Linked DNA regions of Hordeum vulgare: region 1 is linked to region 2. A link is a contact called in public Hi-C data. All regions are on one chromosome and are shown on one strand. The core of a region is the stretch at or near the end of the contact, and the rest is flanking DNA. Distances in the headings are between cores, read along the strand shown. Region 1 holds the start of LOC123403887 (SPX domain-containing membrane protein OsI_08463). Region 2 has its middle 24 kb from the start of LOC123405571.

Evidence for each region. A called contact is a pair of places that touch in the nucleus more often than the background predicts.
Region 1: a Hi-C map of leaf shows a contact between it and region 2, with 5 times the contacts expected there. The contact joins the promoter of LOC123403887 here to the enhancer-like site in region 2. A contact is called at or near these places in 3 of 6 Hi-C or Micro-C datasets (leaf and seedling).

Annotation. Positions count from the first base shown.
Region 1 is chr6H:440,268,308-440,272,129 of MorexV3_pseudomolecules_assembly, forward strand. LOC123403887 (SPX domain-containing membrane protein OsI_08463) reads left to right here and starts at 1,258. Exons shown (of 12, transcript XM_045097801.1): 1 at 1,258-1,426; 2 at 1,546-1,636; 3 at 2,695-2,767; 4 at 2,980-3,100; 5 at 3,236-3,547; 6 at 3,675-3,779. The coding sequence starts at 2,715.
Region 2 is chr6H:440,145,970-440,149,449 of MorexV3_pseudomolecules_assembly, forward strand. No RefSeq gene overlaps it. Among protein-coding and RNA genes, the nearest start is that of LOC123405571, 24 kb to the right of the region's middle. Within about 2 kb of position 2,027, at least 2 of the 3 cell types and tissues checked have open chromatin away from gene starts, as enhancers often do. A contact at or near this core is called in leaf, where this site is marked.

The DNA of each region.
Region 1 (3,822 bases), core at 8-2,507, 120 kb after region 2:
AATCACGTCGTAGTGGACGAGAAGATGTTGACAATGACACTTGGAAGAAAGCTTCATTGAGTTGTTATGGTGGACTTAGTCTGTGCTAATCTTGCAACTTTCTCGATTGAGGCTCATGAAATCAAAGTTGCATTTTGTTCACACAGTTACCTACCATTTGTTGCTTGCATGTGTGGCTTTGATGATGCACTTTGTTGATCACTTACTTGGTGGTTCCTTGTACTAAAACTAGAGTCGTGAGATAACTCGAGATGGATAGCTTTGACGACTAAAGTTTTCACGTCTATCGAATTTTGTGTTGCCATGGCACACATCGGCATGTGGTGCCCCGAGAGACGTTCACCAGGTTTGGGCATGTTTTAAGTTTAATTTTCATCTCGTTGTTCAATTAGCTAGAAATTTTCTTAGATTTTTACACCCTGTTTCTCGTAGGTGTCGTGGCTGATGTGCCTCGCCTCCTGTGGCCTTAGGGCCATGGAGCACGATGGATCCTCGCGAAAGGGCTCCGCTTTTAGACAGTTTCTTTTTAGTTTGGTTAGGGTTTGTGTCGTGCTCAGAAAGAAAAGACGACGCGGCTCCATGAAGATCGTATAATGGTCTCTTCGCCTAACTCCCGTCTTGGTGGTGCGTCTACCGTCGTGGCCTCGTGGGAGGACGTGTGGAGGTATGTATCCGATGGATCCGCTTGGATATGATCTTCATTCGTGTGTCCATAGGTTCGATCATTTCGATTTACGGTTCTCTTCATCGATGATGACGGTTGTTATTTTGATGTGTTGGTCCTACAACAAGGTGCTCTTGTAAGGCAAGGATGATGACGGTGGTGCGCCTTCAGCTTGTTTTAGTGGTTGTAGTCGTTGCCAGGTGCTCTACGACTTGATTGGATTCTTTTGATTTTGTCCCATAAAACTCGTTTTTATATTTTGATCAAACATCGATTTAGAAAGAAAATAAAACAGCAGAGCTAAAGATTAGTGGCCGAGTAACCTCACGCAGAAAACCAGGGGTAGTGAGGCGAGGGGCGTTTTCGTCCACAGCCCACGGCGCCATCCTATGCCAAAACGGGGCCGCGAGCCGTCCCGTCCCGGTCGAATCCGCCACGTCGGCATCGGCGACACGAGGGCGACGTACCGGCCGCAGCCCACCCCGGCCCCGGCCACATCCCCGGCGACGCCCCCCACCTCCATCTCCATGTACTCCTCCGTCCTCCCCCCCCCCCCCCCACCGTCGCCGCTATAAATACCTCCCTCTTCCTCTCTCCCTCGCACCTCCGGAGCCGACCACACAAGATACAGCCGAACCCAGCCATTGCATTCGCGCATACTGGTACGCATACGCGCGCCATTACCATTGCGCCGCGCTCTTCCGAAATCCCGGCCTCCTCATCCCCTTTCCGGTGCCTCCCGTTCGCAAGGGATCACTGTAGGTACGTGCGCATCTGTTCTCCTGTGTCTTCTGATTTTGGCCTGTGCAGGCCCTGTGCTGAATCTTGTTCCAAAACAATGGCACTGTTCTAAATGCGCCATCAATTTGTCGGTGTTGCAGGCGCGATCGGTTCGTTGATGGTCATCTAAATTCAGGAGATTGCTTCGCCGAACAAGGGAAGGGAGGAGCCGCCGAAGAACACGCGGCCGCGGTAAACAATCTGTTCCAATTTCTAGCACCTTGTCCGAAACAGGAATAACAATACTCATTTCTATTCATAGGAATCAGAGACTCGTTTCCCTCGGCGTGTCTCTATCGGCTTTGATTCTGGATTCGCCTCAAGTTCTTTTAATAAAATAGGAATACATTTCCCGTTTCCCGATTGAGACGATGCCAGAATCCCCTCTCGCTGTCTCGCCGGGCCAGTGATGCGATGCGAGCGCCGAAGAAGAACCATCTGCATTTGGGCAATCGCCCCCAATATCGCCGGAGTAGCACGGCGGTGATAGGCCATCCTCCTGAGTAGCTGAGCGGCGTTTTCCTAGGTTTATTTTAAGCGGGATGCTGACAAGAGAAGTAGAACACCACGGTCGCCGCTAGCGTACATATATGTTTCCTGACGTGTGACCCTCGGCCCTCTGGATCGTTTGCTCCGCATCATCTGGCCTGATGGTTCACTTTCCTGCACCACACTGGCTATGTGGCAAACTCCACGAGAAAAACAACGAGAAAAACTTCACCTGCACCTTTCTGGTACAGTGCTGCTACTGTAGTCTGAAGGTGATCTATTGCACGTTGTTTTCAAGGCCAGTTCAGAAAAGGAATTGTGTGAGCGCTATAATAGAGATGCTTAGCTCTTGGGAAACCTTGGAGCCATTTATTACGTGCCCTTTCCAGGGTTTTGTCTCACTATGTCACTAGTCGATTCTGTGCCATCTTGCTACGTGCCCTGCCCCTTTTGGAGCGGTCCCGAATACCTCAAGCTTTTGCCAGACATGTTAACATTATCTTAGGTTCTCCACTTATTAAAGGCTATTATGTCTTTTGTCCATGTACGCACTGACATGTCTGGCTTTGGCGCTTACTGTGCGCATTAGTTTTCTGTCTCAAGCTCGTTAAGATCTTCTGCTGAAAGCTACTCCCTTTGACATCTGAACCAATTATATGGCTGCAATTCTAAAGTGTTAACTAAATCAAAATAGTGTGCTTGAGTTGATTGGCTCTAGCCTCTATCGCCATGCTAACGATTTTGTTATTTTTTAGTTTCAGGTAGGTAGCGAAACGCCAAGATGGTTAATTTTGGGAAGGTACTGGTGTCGGATCAATTGGAGGAGTGGAAAGAGTATGTTGCCTTGCTGCTCCAAAATTCAGTTCCATGGCATTTTACTGTTATTTTTTACGATCATTTTACTGTTGTGACTGAATTGGTTAGATATGCATAAATTACGTGTCGCTGTTTTATCTTCGCAGATATAAGCTGATGAAAAATATCAATTTGTAAGCCCGTGCAATGGTCATTTGGAATCTTATGAATCATTTGCTCACTTTTTGCAGATACTATATTAATTACAAAATGATGAAGAAAAAGGTAAAACAGTATGTTCAGCAGACTCAAAGTGGTGGAAGAAATCATGAACAGGTTCTTAAAGAGTTCTCGAGGATGCTTGATGAGCAGGTAAAATATAGCAGAGTTGCTGATAGATTCATATTTTCATATAGAGGCTTTATTATTGATATATTCGTTCAACCAGCAATGTTTATTCTTTTTTGCCTCACACCATCTGTGTTCATGTAAGTTTCTTCATTGCAGATTGAAAAGGTTGTGCTCTTTCTACTGAAACAGCAAGGTCATCTTGCTAGCAGGATCGAGAAATTGGGACAACAGCGTGCCATACTTACAGAACATTGCGATATATCACAAGTTTCTCAAGTGCGAGAGGCTTATAGGCAAGTTGGACTTGATCTTGTGAAGCTCCTTAGATTTGTTGATATGAATGCTACTGGCATCCGGAAGATTCTTAAGAAGTTCGATAAGCGCTTCGGCTATCGATTTACAGATTATTATGTCTCAACTCGTGCAAATCATCCTTATTCTCAGCTTCAACCGATCTTCAAGCAAGTGGTAATTTCACTCTATTGGATTATCAGTTCATAAGTGGGGCTTCAGTGCATTTGCTTTTAGGGTGTCTGCCCTTGATTCCTTGTATTCTTCATCATTTTTTGCACTTATGATGCAGTTTTGAATGCAGGGTATCGTAGCTGTTGCTGGTGCTTTGACGCGTAACCTTGCATCTCTGCAAGATCACCAGGGAAGCTTTATATCCATCTATGATCATCCATCAATCACCCTGAAGGTCTCTTCTCAGCTGCTTCCGTAACCAGATAATGCAATTCTCA
Region 2 (3,480 bases), core at 777-3,276:
AAGAGTTTGTGCACTGATGAGTGGCATTTGCTCAAGAACAAGACCAGATGCCACTCATTAGTGGCATTTGCTCAAGAGCAAGATCAAATGCCACTGATCAGTGGCATTTTATCAAGAGCAAGTGTCATTGATAAGTGGCATTTGGCAAAGAGTTTGTGCACTGATGAGTGGCATTTGTTCAAGAGCAAGAACATATGCCACTGATCAGTGGCATTTTCTCAAGAGAAAGACCAGATGCCACTGATCAGTGGCATTTGCTCAAGAGCAAGTGCCATTGATAAGTGGCATTTGGCAAAGAGTTTGTGCACTAACTAGTGGCATTTGCTCTTGGGCAAATGTCTCTGATCAATGCCATTTGTTGTAGTGCTAGTGCAACTGATCAACGACATTTGCAGAAGAGCTAATACCACTGATCAGTGGTTCTTCATTTTGCAGGCACCTCTAATACTTGTCATCTTACCTAATAAGGTATTGAAGAGTGACTGGGACGTGGCGGGTGGAGGAGCTCAGGCGGTGGCCGGAGCCGAGGGCGCCGAGGATCTCATCCCGATGAACAGGTGGCTCAAGAGGGTGGACCTGCCTGGCAGGGCCGCCTTCATGAGCCTGCCTCATTCAAGGGGACAATCTACGAGGACCAGCCACGAGGAGGGGCCTGGGAGCTGCCGCGGTTCTACCAACAGATCAAAGACGCCAAAGACCTCGCCATGCTCGTCATCCCTCGCAAGTTCATGCAGGTGATGAACGAGTGGCTGGTCATTAGGCGGCTCCCGCACGTGGTGAGGCTCTCGGCGAGCAAGTGGTGCCAGTTTTGGGTGTAGGTCCAGACCTTGTTAATATTTTGGCCAGGAGCGGCACCTTGGCATGGAGCAGGGAAGGAGGATGCCCTGCTGTTAATATAAGTTTGCTGCTGTTGTCATTTCCGTTGCTTGCTTTGTTTAATCTAAGTTGTTTGCTGTTAATGTAAGTAGTTTGCTGTGATTCCCGTTGCTTGCTTTGTGTTGATCATGTGGTGGTAAGGACACCACATTTGAATGGGGGTGAGCAGAACACAAACGTTGTTTGCAGCCAAACAACTGAAGTTTGCATCTGCTCACACCCTAAGCACAAAAACGAAAACCAAACAGCAAGGGGTAAGTGCCCCTTCATGCGATGCAGACAACCAAACAGGTTGCATCTGCTGCATATGAGGCTGCATATGAAGAACCATGCTGGTTGAAGATGGGTATCCAACGCAGATACACCGAAAGCAATCAAACACGCCCTTAGATTATCATACCATGACTCTATGGTAGATTCTAGAGAAGCATGCTTCTCGCCGGTTCGCGTGCACATGTTCATAACTCACTAGGTGGAAAGGGTGTGGCTGAAAAGCTTAGAAAGAGACTGCACAAGGACGACGACAAAAAGGCAGACTTGATCATTGTGTAATGATACCACCACTGGCGCGAGTGTGTGTATTTCGTTGTTAGGTGGTGTCACATCGCGAGTGTGCTCACAATCCCTTGCGTCAAAAACAAGTGACAGAATCTCCACAGAGAACTACCACTAGCTCCCAAACTGCTATGCCATTAGCTTTGCAGTTAGGCGTGCCGCGCTGGCGTTTTTGCAATAGTAACATGAAATGACACCAAATGGTGTGTCATATGTGACTCTGAGGTGAATGCGTCAGCGTACTGCTTCCTCAATTTTTTCTGTTTCCATTTCTCAAGAAAATACTACTGTGTATGATGCGCAGTGCTAGCGATTTGATACCCAATGCATAGATTCCTGTCAACTTTCGTTTTCAGAGAAATATACTTTGGGCTAGTGGGTGCTGAATGGTTCCCGCGTCCAACTTTTGTGCTGATCCTTCCTGCGGTGGTTTTCCTGCCCACGAGGACGATCTCTGGAAAGAGATGGTAAAAACAAGAGAATATCCTTTGGTACATTCCCAACACGAGCGCAGTAGCCGCAGGCTAGCAGCTATCACTTTTATCGAGGGTTGCACAGCGACCCATGTGCAACATAGCACCACAACGCTTTCGTGGCACCTCACCCCATCAGCCACCTCCAACGATTCGCTGCTGAGCTAACGTTAAAACTGGAAACTGACTGGTCTAGAGGGAGTAGCTACAAGGTTTTTCTTTCTTTCTTTCTTTCTTTCCTTCCTTCTTGGGGAGGTTGTCGTTTGGCGTCATGATGGTGTCAATGGCGGAGGCACCTGCGAAGGCTGGTGCCTCAATCTGATCTGAAGATGGACCAGTGAAAGATGGCGGCGACGACACATGTGACTGTGTCGGATCGGTTTGTGCCCCGGACCCGGTATGTGGCTCGGTCAGGGTCTCCAGCTTTAGATGTTAGGCTTAGGTGAGAGGTCTGGGTATTTGGTCCAGCTTGCACCCCTTCATCATATGAATAGGAGTAGCGACAGATGTTACCAAGATGGCGGACAGACATATTGTTGTACTGCTTTGTAAGGTCCTCGAGAATAATCAATAAAATGGCCGCATGCATCTTCCAGATGTAGAGGCCGGGGGTCATCCTCCTTTTCTAAAAAAAAAACTGTCGAGTGGTTGGACAAGCTTTGTCCTTGAAAAGTGTTACGCTGAGTGGTTCAGTGTGTTCCTTCACTAACATATGCTGCAATATAATCTAAGCTAAGTTTGTAACTATACAATTTATCTTCAATGACGAGGCATAGGTATCAAGTTGCTGGAAGACAAAAATAAACAAGCCCGAGTAGTCAAACTTGGCACACAAGTGGACATAATGCTTCTCAAGGACCAAATACAAGACAAGCGAGACAAGCTTGTCTTTTGGTGGGTGGGTGAGATATATGGAGCCACATAGTTGGAAACAACAAATACATTAATACAACACGAACACATATAATCATACTATATGTCAACGACGCTATAATGAGCATGGATTTGTATGACACTGGGCCGTGAAGTTACTAGACGGATAAGGGGCATATATTTTTACCCAGATTTGGATCCTTGCGACCAAGTAGCAACTCTAATCTTGCTTATGGTGGTTGGACAGGCTTTGCCCTTTAAAGATATTATGATGTATGGTTTAGTGTGTTCCTTCACAAACATATGCTGCAATATCATCTAAACTAAGCTCTTAACTATACAATTATCTTCAATGACCTGGCATAGGTATCAAGTTGTTGGAATACAAAAAAGTTTTAAGAAAGCCGAGTCGTCCAATTTGGCACGCAAGTGGGCATAGTGCTTCTCAAGGACCAAAATCAAGACAAGTGAGACAAGGTCGTCTGTCTCGTATGTTGTCTTATCAGTTTAAGCAATAAAGTTAGGAGCTGTGTGCTCCTTTCATGGGAAATAAAAGTTTGTCTGATTATTTTCTTTAAAATAGAGGTAAAGAAATTTCTTCATCGATTTACTAAAAAATAAGAATTACTACCTTAATTTATAAGAAAACGGGGCAAAACCGATACAAACAATCCCAAAGTGGAGTACTCACAAAGCACGAAAC